Regions from separate parts of the Zea mays genome. Here regions 2 and 3 are each linked to region 1. Evidence: chromatin contacts called from public Hi-C data. All regions are on one chromosome and are shown on one strand. The core of a region is the stretch at or near the end of the contact, and the rest is flanking DNA. Distances in the headings are between cores, read along the strand shown. Region 1 holds the start of LOC103651075. Region 2 holds the start of LOC100281104 (GTP binding protein). Region 3 holds the start of LOC100381807 (Calcium uniporter protein 5 mitochondrial).

What was found. A called contact is a pair of places that touch in the nucleus more often than the background predicts.
Region 2: a contact with region 1 is called in a Hi-C map of leaf mesophyll, with 2.3 times the contacts expected there. The contact joins the promoter of LOC100281104 here to the promoter of LOC103651075 in region 1. A contact is called at or near these places in 9 of 25 Hi-C or Micro-C datasets (bundle sheath, ear, endosperm and 4 more) and 1 of 3 datasets of contacts at active chromatin or transcription factors (seedling).
Region 3: a Hi-C map of leaf mesophyll shows a contact between it and region 1, with 2.5 times the contacts expected there. The contact joins the promoter of LOC100381807 here to the promoter of LOC103651075 in region 1. A contact is called at or near these places in 2 of 25 Hi-C or Micro-C datasets (bundle sheath and leaf mesophyll).

What each region holds. Positions count from the first base shown.
Region 1 is chr3:190,845,757-190,849,593 of Zm-B73-REFERENCE-NAM-5.0, forward strand. It overlaps LOC103651075, which reads right to left and starts at 1,676. Exons shown (of 11, transcript NM_001326545.1): 1 at 1,393-1,676; 2 at 395-671; 3 at 94-173. The coding sequence starts at 589.
Region 2 is chr3:191,018,110-191,022,299 of Zm-B73-REFERENCE-NAM-5.0, forward strand. It overlaps LOC100281104 (GTP binding protein), which reads right to left and starts at 2,114. Exons shown (of 1, transcript NM_001154023.2): 1 at 1,140-2,114. The coding sequence starts at 1,940. The coding sequence ends at 1,302.
Region 3 is chr3:191,057,486-191,061,818 of Zm-B73-REFERENCE-NAM-5.0, forward strand. It overlaps LOC100381807 (Calcium uniporter protein 5 mitochondrial), which reads left to right and starts at 1,575. Exons shown (of 2, transcript NM_001174603.1): 1 at 1,575-2,164. The coding sequence starts at 1,766. It overlaps LOC100279422 (TRAM LAG1 and CLN8 (TLC) lipid-sensing domain containing protein), which reads left to right. Exons shown (of 9, transcript XM_008676673.3): 9 at 389-762. The coding sequence ends at 541.

The DNA.
Region 1 (3,837 bases), core at 426-2,925:
AATCAAGAGCAAATATAGCACGCTTGGATGAAGCATAACACTAGGTTTATAATAACAAAACTGAAGTACGATAACAATCAAAATTATCTTTACCATTGTATCATCTTCTCGATAGTGATTGCTCTACCCAATTGGGAAAATATAAGGCATGGAAGCAGAAGGGAAAACACAAGCTGCAACAAACAGTGAAAATGTTATATCTAATTTGATACAGCGAGAAAACAAATGAGACAATCAACTCCTCTACTGCTTCACATATTCCTACTTTAAACAAAATCCAAGATGGGTAATCATCTTGACTTAATAAAATAATTCCTCAATAGAAAAACAATTGTCCATTACACAACCTTCCATTAGCTAGCACTTATTAGTTATTACAAGAGACAAAGCTCACCCCATTGAGAAGCTTGCGGCCGTTGGGCTGGAGAATGTTGACGTACTTGGAGGCCATAAGGAACCCCATGAAGCAGACAGTGAACACCTTGGCGATGGGCAGCACGGCGTACTTGAGCATGCTCAGCACTGACGTCCCCTCGGTCCCTCCTTGCGCCGCCGTGGCCAGCACCTCCAGCAGCGATCTCTCCATCATGGCTTGACCCAGACCTGACTACTGAAGCCTTCTTTTCCTTGCCTCAGAACCCAGTGAGGCAGTGACCCACGCAACAAGGACTCTGCCATTAAGCATGACTTAGAAGGCAAAAATATAGAGACGACATCAGGAAAATTCTGGAGCTGCTTTTGGCGTTGGTTGTTCAGGGGCAACCGAGCTGGAAGAAAGCTCGTCGTTCGCGCAAAGGGCGTCAAGAGGAACGCGCAGAGCCCAGCTCACCGGATTCGCGTAACACAATACGGCAGGCAGCTTCCTCCATAGCGGGATGCTTGGCAATAACAAACTTCTTGTTTGACGAAAACAGACGCATGGACAGACCAATGAAATCAGAAAGAGAAATTATGACTAACTAGATTCCAACCAAGTCGACTCCTACGCCCCTAGAAAAAAATGACGACACCGAGACCTCCTAGCACTCCACTGCTCCAGGGTTCCAAATTCGCATGGTCGCAGGATCCAATTCCCCCTGCTGCCGAGCTGCGTAGGAATCCTGCTGCGGCCCATTCGATTCGTCACGCACACGGCACATCCATATCAACAGCTTCAAAACCGATTAGCTAAACCACTCCGCGGAAGGTTAGAAGCAACCGAGCTCAGAATCCCGCCGCCACATATCACCATCGACATAAAAAAAAACAGAGAGCAAACAAAACAAGGAGTCGCAACTCGCGAATCGCTCAATGCGAGCTAGAGCGATCGCGGACGACGCCACGCCACCCGCGAATCCATAACCGCGCCAAGCGAGAGGCGGACTGGCCCGACAAGCGAAGAACTCAACTCACCGCGAGGCTGCCGAATCGAGGTGACCCGGTGCGCGTGTGGGGTGAGAATCGTGAGATGGGAGCCGAGCCCCGAGCTCTCCACCGAGTAACCAGTGATGGACCCCTCCCGTGACGGCCCGAACCACCGGCCGGGATGAAGGCGGATGGAGGAGGCTTTGATCCGAGGTCAGGCGAGGGCCTCCTTGGCGTGGCGGCCGGGATGGATCGCGCAGAGCTAGGTGGGAATGTGGGATCTGGGCGTTCGATGGAAATGACGAGACGAGTCGCGGCTCGCGAGACGATGCCGGGTCGGTTGGACTGGACTAGATAATACACGCGCATTTTATATCCGTTTTGGAATCCGTAGCAGGGGGGGAGGAGAGGAGGTCAGGGGCACGAGGAATTGCGGGCGTGCCGTCCTGGGCTGTACGCCCAGCCTCGCTGCTCCGTCCTGACTGCTGCCTGTGCACTGTGGTCGATTAGCTGCCGGGCGGCTTGCCATGTGGCCGGCGGCGTTTGGTCCCCCCCTCCCCATCCAGCTCGCTTTGCTCTAGCTCGGCAAGGCTAACCTTGCCAGCAGCTGGGTTGCTAGCATTAGAAATGGTTGACACAACAGAGTCGAGAAAGTGAACAGACAAACCAAACATATCTTCTCTATACATCAGAAACTCATATTAGTGGCGTATTTTGTTTTAGATTTTTTGCATGCATGTTTTTACTATATCTTGGAATGTCTTATACATGTTTAAGTTTTGCATAATCCATTATCTAAAGTATAAAAATAGACATAGACAAAAGAGTCTCCATATATAAAAATAATAATAAAAGCGTCAAAGGAGGTTGTAGAGAATCCCGTTAGAGACTATAAATAAGAAAACCTTCTCTATATTTAGGTTAGAGAACCATGCAGAGAAAGTCGTTAGATTAGTAGTCGTAGTCTATCTCCAGCCTATCATCGTGTGCGAATGCAAATAGACCAGCAGAGGAGAGACAAAAATGTGAATTTAGGGTACGGAGAATGTGAGCGCATATTTTTCACGTCATCATCCCATTGAGGTGTGAGCCCCTCTCCAACAATTTTCCCTATACTTATCCCTTATTTGTAATTTTTAATATATTTTACTTCCTCCCCTAAAAAATTCTCACCTTACATATAATTCGTCTCTAACAATTCTTCACTGTACAACTCCCCATAATGCCCTATACACTAGAACTTAGATAATTAATACATATTTATCATTTCCCATTTTTTTTAAATATCATATAATATTTATAGTATCGTAATACATATCGTTATAATGTCATGGAGCTTAATTAGGGTTAAAACATGTTAATTACGATACTATAATGTCATGGAGCCAAGATCCAGGCTTCAGCCACAGGCCTCTGAACCTGCGCGCGAGTCGTACCTTTCATGTAGCAAGATGTCAAGTTCCCTTTGTTCTGTTTGAGTGATTGGAAGAGGATCTATCTCTTTCTATTGGGCGGGCGGCTAGAATGGAGAATCTCGGTTAAGCGATGCTTTGACAGCTGTAAGCGGTTTCCTGTATCTGGGCTCTGGCTTTGTTTATTTAAAAAGACTGAGGATATTAGCCCACCTAAAACTCTACTATCAGAAAAAAGAGATAAGCGTTGTGGGCTACTGTCACTGTAACCCTTGCTATGTGTGCAAACGACGATGGTAGGCGCGTTCGTGTCTCCATCAGATGGCGTAGCCACCACGACGTTTCTTTCTTGTTTCACTCGTTCAGAGGTATAGTAGCCATCATCACGAATTGAACAAACCCATCCGGACTCCCAGTAACAGTAACGCCTGATCGGGACGGCAGAATGATGGCGACGACTCGTCATTTTGGGGCAGAATTGGCCGACACTTAATTAATTCTCATCTAGTACCAGCGTAGCAAGCTCATAGTGACATTAATTAGTCTGTCCACCTCGGGAAGTTCTTACCAAGTACAGTACAGTATATATGCAACTCGCACCAGTCACCATCATACTCGGTCCTCTCCGGCGCACTTCAATTCGTTCTCTCGCGTGAAGCGATCCATCCTGATTCCTAATGACCTGATCAGCTGATTGTTATGTTATCTTAAGGCACACGCCATGGCTTGTTTGGCGCAGTATGATGTGTAGTGAACTGAACAGGTGTACAAAAGTCCAGATGGTTAGGCCGATACGTTGTTTCCGAAACGGACTGAAAAAAAACAGAGCCGCTGTACGCCTGTACCTGTACTGTACGTACGTCGGCTCCTCCTCAGCTCAGGTGAGGCGTACGCCAGTTACCAGCCGCTGCTGTCAAGGGCCGGACAGGGCAAAGCAGCGACAGACAGAAGCCGGGCCGAAAAGCACTCGAGATTTTCCCCCGGAGCCGGAGATGGGGTGACTCGTGGCACTGGCCGGCGCGGCCAAGGCAAGCGTCCGCGTGCGTGCGGCCAAGGCGTCGCCGTCGCCGCACGCAAGCGC
Region 2 (4,190 bases), core at 864-3,363, 170 kb after region 1:
AAACTTCCAGGGAGTCTTTCGGTTGTTGAAAATCGAGAAGGTGTCAGAAAAATATACTCCAACAGGTCTCTCAGCTTTTGGGCTTTCGGCTTCGGCCTGGCCTGCTAGCACATATGATTACTTGGGCTTACCTTGGAAAGAATAGTTTGTTGGGCCTAGTGTTGCTGGGTTCTGAAATGTGTAGGCGACACCTGGCCTCGTCCTCGTGCTTTGTTGTGTGCTCACGAGATTTCTGAAGCCTTTTTACACAACCGTGCGTTGCATGTGTAATGTGTTTTATACACACAAACAAGCACTGTGTCACTGTGTGTTGCATATTATTGCATCGGCTATCGAGACCGGCGTAGCGTGCACTGATGGGCCTATCTCAGCTTGTCAAATTCTTATGGTGTAACATGTGTCATTTAGATCTAATTAATTCGTCGATTTGATACGGGTACACGGTAACTTCTTCATAATTAGTCTGTAAATCTGTTGAACGAACACTTCCCTTACTCAAGCTAACCTGCGCCGTGGACACTGCTATATGCATGCAATGCAAGAATCGTGAGAAGATTCATCGCACAAACTACATGTAAACACAAAACGCCGACGATCAGCTACAGGATGCGTACCTGTGTATCTTTCGGCGCTCGGCTCTATCATGGAGCTGGACTGAATGACCACCTGGTATATCTGGAAAGCAGCGAGGCACCAGCCTGCCTGTCTCTACTCTCTAGTAGCAGGAGGATGGCAGTGGCAGGGTCCCGGGCGAGAAACGACTCGATTGTCCTATCTGGGCAACCCGCATGCAAAAGCGACCAAAATCGTTGCTCCAAGCGTGAAATTCGACATGTCCATGTTTGATGTTTACTACCAGAGTAGAAGCCGACGCAGGAAGCTGTGTCAGTGTTGCTTTTGGCTTCGACAACCTGACGTGCCCAAAAATAGCACTCGAGTGGATCAAGACGCAGGGATCAAACAAGGTGTGCTAAAACAAGTACATAAAGGACAAAATTTCGCCTTCAGAAATCGGACAGTAGTACATAACGTTCCTCGAGGTATTTACAACTCTGTCCCTCTTGTGCCAAACGAAGAGAATCGAGAGGGAATTCATAATTTCTTTTTTTAAAAAAAAAAACTCAATTGGGAGCAGGGTATTTTGGGAGTAAGCACGCAAGAACAGGAATTGCTTTCATGCCAATAAACGATGCCCAGGCAGATCGAGTCATCAGCATCTCCAGTGATAATTCACAACCCCAAGTCCAGGGGCAAAAAAACCTATCTAAACTGAATTTGAACACAAGAAAGAAAACATGAATCTATGGCGAGGACCAGCTCCTGAGGAGCGACGGCCTCCCAAACAGCTGGTCGAGCGCCACGACCACGGCCATGGCGAGCGACACGTCGACCCCCGGCTGCACCACGAGGCGGAACACGTCCGAGCCGACCGCCTCCTTGGGCTGCACCTCCGCGACGGCGCGGCGCTGGTGGGCGTCGTACACCACGCAGCGGCGGCGCGCGTAGGACCCCTCCACCTCGTACGCGGGCAACGCGGCGGCCCCAGCTGCGGCGGGCACGGCGGCGCACGGCGTGACGCGCGCCACCGACTTCCCGCCGCCGCCGCCGCGCTTGACGGCGTACGCGGGCCGCCGCGTCTCCTCGCCCGCGTAGATGAGCCACTGCTCGCCGGACAGGCTGAGGCGCCTGCGGCGCACGGTGAAGGCCGGGCGGCCGGCGGGGTCCATGAGCACGACCTCGGCCTCGGCGTCGTAGCTGTCGGCGCGGTACGCCAGGTCGCCCCTGGCGTCGAACACCGTGTACCCCCGGCAGTTGAACAGCAGCGACTTGCGCCACACCGTCAGCGACGTCTCCTCGCCCTCGCCGCCCGCCGCCGCTGCGGCGGCTCCCTCAGCCGGCGACGACGACGACAGCAGCACGTTGGGGTGGACCTTCGCCATGCGTCGTCTATCGAAACTCTTGGGTCCCCGAGATCGAGCGGATCGTCAGCCTGGGGCGAGCTCGATGGACTCCCCCTCCCAGTCCCAGCTGGTCGTTGCTAGGTAGCAGTCAGGCTTGGCTAGCGAGGCAGCTATAGACAGGTCTTGTTGGCTGCTTAATTTGAGGCTGGTAGTGGTAGGGGAGGTGGTGGGGAGGTCTGTATATATACAGGGGCAAGCGAACAAACAAGGCATGTTGCCCCCCCTAATAACGTGTGTGGGGCACGGTGACGACATGGGATGCCGGTGAAGCTCGGCTCGCTCATAACGGCAAAGCAGCCCGGGGCGGGCGGTGTAATCTCGGTAGGCCACGAGCAACAGTGCAGCTTAAAAACGACGAGACATCAAAAGGATTATATAGATAGATATTTCGATCCCTGTGGACGACGCGAGCATATCAGTTCTAAACAGTTCGATCCACCGAAACAGACTAAAAATCCGTAGAGCTGAGCCAATTGCCTGCCATGCCAAACGTTTCTTGCGTGCTAAATGTGGTGGATTACGTGAACGAAGGGCTTTTATTTATTTTTGTTTGCTTCGGTTTGCAGTTTATATGTTTATCTCGGAAGATAATTAATGCACGCGATTACGCACAGAAACGTGGACGCGTTACCGGCTCGACTTGGACGCAAACTATTCATTATGCCCGGCAGATTGCTGCTAGGGTCGTCGCGCCGTAGTAGAAATTGCTAACAAATTAATTGGGCGGGACAGGGCTGGGTGGACACGCGGCGGCAGACCAAGCTTTGGGCGGGTAGAATTTAGCTGGAACCGTACCGCGAGAAGGGGACGTACGCGTACGCCCTCCTTGACCGGGGCTGGTCGGCCAAATTTTATTGCAAATGTGTTAAGTATATGTTTGTAGTAGATTGATCTGAAATTTAGCATAGCAGCACGTTGCTTAGTAATCTGGATAAGCGCCGCGGCTATATATGATGAAGCGCATGCATGCATGCGATTATCCAGAGCTCTCTGGGCAGTCAGCAGTGGATCCGAAGTGGCCACGGTGTGTTACCATATATGTCTGGTGATGGATCCAGTGTGGTATGATTATTAAAGACGAACCGAGACGAGGAATACCGAACATTTGTTCGGCTGCATTCGATCGAGACGTCGTCGCTGACCATCTTACTACTAGCTAGCTTGCTTAGCTTATCAGTGCAGAGCATCAGCTAGCCTACAAATACGTGGGCATGCAGGTCTATAGTTCAATATTACTACGCGTGCAGTGGGAACTAGCGATTAATAAAATTGTTCTAGCTAGCTCGACTAATAAGTTCGGATATAGATCCACCTGCGCGTACGCCATTGGTTGCATTGGCTTGAGTTCGTGAGATAAACTAGTAGCTTGGTTAGGCTTCATTGCCATAGTACAGATTACAATTAGAAACCCTTTGTCGTTAGGCTGGTAGGAGGTGCAAACGACAAGGCTAAGCTTACGTGATCAGAACATGTCCACAGCTAGCGCCACGTACTAAACTACACTTTGAAGCCGAGCTGAGTGATTGGAGGATGGAGGACGACTGTTTGTCTGATCATGCATGCATATGATACAAATCAAACTCAGAAGATTATCGTTTTAATTTCAGTCAACAAGACCACGTCCGAACCCGGGCCGGGACTAGGTTACGGTATCCTATTCTACGATATCTTCCTCTACACCTGGCTAGCTCTAGCTCCACCAGAACCTGTGGTTTACATTACTCCCCCAGATCTGACGTGCAGCGGACGAATTTGGAGTTTTCTTATGTCGTTATACTGCCCTTCATTGTTGGCCTCACGATTTGGGATATCGTATTCTTTTCGTCTGTTTTTTTTTCTACGTGACACTACTTTACATTATTATGTGCCCGACGTAGAAATTTATTTTGAGATCGATTGATAGCTCATTTCATTCTATGTTCATATATCTCAGCGTCTTATTAGGACAACCTTTATATATATATATCACTTCTCAATATATCGAAAGTATGTATTTTAATCTCTATTTTTGTGCGTCGTGTGCCACGCGGCGACGCTGTTTTCTCCCCACATATTGTCTAACAAACGGACCATTATCTTAGATGGGCCGTGAAAAAATACCTTGGTCCAACATGACATGAAAGCATACACAGTAACACAGCGCAACGATTTTAGGTAGTATCACCTCACTAAGGTGAAAGAGCGATCTATAAAAAAGGGCAGGCCTCCACTTCAACCAATACATTTCTC
Region 3 (4,333 bases), core at 325-2,824, 210 kb after region 1:
ACATTAAAGGTAGTTCATCAATGTTCCGCAAAAAAATAATGTAGAAATTGTGAAACACTGAATGAAGCTAATAAACTATCAAAAGTTATGGTTGTTTCAGCGCTTTATGATTATGGTATTTTGCAGCTGAAAAAACTGGCAGCTACAGAATTATTTGTACATAAGGTTTCATCATTAAAACGGCTTGCCACAGAAAACATATCTTGCTGTAGCGGCATGGCTGCACGCAACTGCTGGAAAAAAATATATGACATCTTGTGTTATGCTGCTACGGTGCTTCTGCAGCAGCATGAAGTTTTTTTTCTTCTTGTTAAAATAGGTTTTGGTGCACTCATGAATTCATGAAGTGTGATCGTTTTCTATTGCCGTTGCCACCCTTGTTTCCCAGGCGAGATCCATCTTCAGCTTAGGGTTCTACAGCTTGGTGGCAGTGCCGTCGGTGGTTGCGGTGATGAACGTATTTTGGTTCTGGAAGATACTCAAGGGGATGGTGAAAACCCTTTCTAGGAGGAAGCACAGCGAAAATGGGAGAACAGATTAGAAGGAATGAAGGAAGGATGCTACTGAACTGTACACATGTTCATCTCAACGCACTTACGGCACTCGCATTCATTTCTCACACAGATGTAATTATCTTGTCTTGCCGTCAAAGATTCAAAGTCGGAATCCCGCAACTCTTAAATTGTTGCAACAGTGCCACATGCACCGTTACTGAATATATATTGGCCACTGTCAGTGTCAGCGTGCTCGCTTGGGAGCTGATTACACGCGCAAATTTTGAGATGCTGGTCGGCAATGTTGGGCTGCTCGGGACGTTCACGTGCTGTCGCGTGAGAAATGGACGCAAACAAATGACCCATTAGTTTCGATCGCCTGTTAATTATAATTGACAAAACAAATATGAAGATATTAAGGGCGTGTTTGGCTCATATCCGCAGCACACTACAACCAACCACATGTAGAAAAAATGGCAGGCAGCTGGTCAGTCAGTGTCCAGTGGGTTTCTGCTTTCTAGTTCGAGCTGAGCAATGGGGTACTGGGGCGGGCGTGCAGCAGTAAAACCTTTCGCTTTTGGGGTAGATGGGCAGTGCATCTGCCATTCTGCCTCATCCCTTGGGCGCGTCGCATGAGCCATCAGGTTGGTTTGTTCGTGGTGCGCGCCCACCGCGTTCACGGCGTGTTGATAAAACTTGATATCGACATCGGGCGCGGTGGGCTGAAGCTGAAAGGAACATGTTCTTCCCTTCTCCACGAAGAAGAAAAAAAAACAACGCAAACTGGTATGATTTTGTTACGCACACACTAACTAAAACAATTACCTCTTTTCATTAGCTGATGAAATAGCTTTTATGTTCCAAAAAAAACTTTGCACAACAGGCAGCTGGATCTTTCGAGAAACAAAATTTTGAATAGGCGTGTGGATAAATTTTTAACGCGGCGTAAAATATCAAGCAGCTGCCGGGAAACCAACTAGAGCCAGAAGCCATGGCGGACGAGAAAGGAAAGAGAGTCCCACCTCTTTCAAAAATACCCCCACCCCTAACACACACACACGTCCTCCCTGTCCCGGGTTCTCCTCCCGTCTTCGCCGCCCTTGCCTCCCCTCAAGGCCCAAGCTCTCTCCATAGTTCCCGCCCCCTCCCTCCTCCTTTGATCACCTCCTCCCCCATATCCCTCCTTCCACCCACTGACCCACCAGGCTACCACACGCAGCATCAGAAAAAGAAAAATAGCAGGGAGAGGTCGACAGGCACCGACACGACCCATGTCGTCAATGTGGCGCGTTTCCCGCCGCCTCCTCCGCGCCGCCGCCTCGGCCTCTACCTCGGCGATCGGGCGCGGCGCCGAGCCCCGCCGGTGGGTCCCGCCGCCGTTCGCGCTGCAGCGCTGCGGCCACGCGTCGCTTCCGGACGCGGCGAGGAGGGACGGGGAGGAGGAGGTGACGGCGGCGGAGGCGAGGCGGCTGATGCGGCTGACCAACGTGGATGCGCTCAAGCGGCGGCTCGGGGACGGGGAGGTGATCCCGTACGCGGACCTGCTGCGCGCGTGCCAGGACTCCGGCGCGGCCCGGACGCGCGCCGAGGCCGCGGCGCTCGCGGGCGCGCTCGACGAGGCCGGCGTCGTCCTGCTCTTCCGCGACAGGGTCTACCTCCAGCCCGACAAGGTCAGCTCGCATTGCCGTTGCCGCCCTCTCCTTCCCCCACACCTTAATACCTTATCCCTCCCTGATCCCCCTGTAGAATCGCCGCGTTCGACGCTCGGCTTCTCCGGGCGGTAACTCATTGGGGGCTTCCGGGTTTTGATTTTTAAGCTGCGTTCTATCCGGCTCGCTCGCCGCCGGCGACTCCGTTCGTTAGTGCGTCGATTGTTCTCTCATACTGTCAGGTATGAGTATGACCGGGTCCATACCGGTGGCGCCGGATATCTTATTATAGCGTAGCCTGTATTTGAGCCAGCCAGGATGCAGCATCTGCTGTTTGGTTGCTCGTATGTGTGTGCATTTGGCGGGCCGCGGGCCGATGAACAGCGTTTGGTTGTCTGTTTGCGCTCACTTGCACTGTGGGACGCAATGCAACAGGAGCCAGGCTCTTGAGAAACGGATTTCATTTTCGTTTCAGCTTTGTCGAAGCGAGCCACGCTCTCGATAAACGGATTTTAGTTTTGTTTCTCGTGAACCAACTTTGGTCAGGCTCACCTGAAGAACAAACCAGTCACGCTATTAGGGAATGCGATATAACCAAGCAAGGCATGGGGCTTGGGGATTTTATTTGATGAATTAGAGAATTTTGTTCGGCAAAATTTTGTGTCACTAAAGCACCGTTCACACGGCTCAGCGGCTGGACGGCTAATATGGGGGCGTTTGGTTCGCTTCCCAGGCGAGCCTGGCTCGCACTAGCTCAGCCAGGCTACAACTGGCCTGGCTGAGTGTATACAGTAGAGTGTGTTTGGTTGTCTGCATGCGTTTAGTCTGGTTCATGAGAGATGCTGTTTGGTTGGTTGCATGAATACTTGTTGCTTGAGTTAAAAAATTATTAAATAAATAAAAAATGTATTAATAGACACTAATTATATGTTAATAGACACTAATTATATGTTAATCTTAATTATGTATTTTTTTGTTTGAAATATATATAGCATGACTGGTCTTGTTTTGTTCGCAAAAATGTGTAGAACACAGATCTGAAAACGGTTCGGTAATTAAATCTTTTAATTGAAAGATATAATCGGAAAACAAACAAAAAAGTGTCTCGATTTGCGTGCACGAATTAACAGCCGCTTAAGCGCCTGCGCGCTCAACCCTGCACGCGCGCGAACGCCCGCGCGAGGCGTTTCATGCGAGCCAGGCCCGAACTGCTTTAAGTCTCGTGCTGGCCTGTCTCGATGTATACGGTCAACCAAACGAACGCTGTTTTTTGCACGCACAGATGCAGCTGCATCTCCTGAGAAGAGAACCAAACGCGCCCTATAAGTACAGATCCGTGCAACACTGCAAGCATTAGGTTCCAGACTGTGAGTTGTGACCCACGGGCCGCGGGGTTTGCCCACCTTTCCGCAAGTGCAAGCGATGGTCCAGGGTTACATCGCCTACGGGTTACACATATGGTCCATAGATCCAGTCTAGAATTGCAAATATTCATTGTGCACTTCGTGCGACCTTCCCAACTTACTACTGATCGGGACTGGCCTTTGAAACCGTCGTGAGATCGTAGCCGTACTGTTTAGACCAGTAGCAATCCACTTGCCGGTGGCGCTTTCTGGAGGGAAAGGCGATCGGTATGCCGTATGCTGTATGCATGTAGACTGGTGGTGGCTCACGGCGTGCTCCTCTCGGCTGCCCACGCGGTCACGCCGGCAGCACCAGTGGAAAAGTCATCCGGTTTTCTTCCATCGGAGGAATCCATTCGCTTGTAAAGCATCTGATTGGTGCCTCTTTTTTTTCCTACTTTGATCTGTCCTCTCGTACACGATGAGTCATTGGCTCATTGCACTGGAGAGGCCATTGCCCCTTTGGCCCTTTGCACTGCCTTTATCTCGTGTGGCTTGTCGCACAGGGACAGGATGCGTTGCCCATTATCTAGACTGCTCGTGTTGTGTATTGCACAGATGGACCGAGCTACCAGTCTACCGGGCAAAGCCTGTCCTTCGATAGTGCGGTAGCAAAACTTAAATAGTGGGCGTCTGGTGACAGGGACAGCTAACTTCAAAGTCGGTTGCTTTTCACAATGCCTGCCCTACGCCCTTTTTTTTTGTTTAAATAGTCTCGTAATAGTTATGCACTGCTGTCACTTTATTCAGTAACGTGATGTGCAATTTGGAGCCTTGTTGCAAGCTG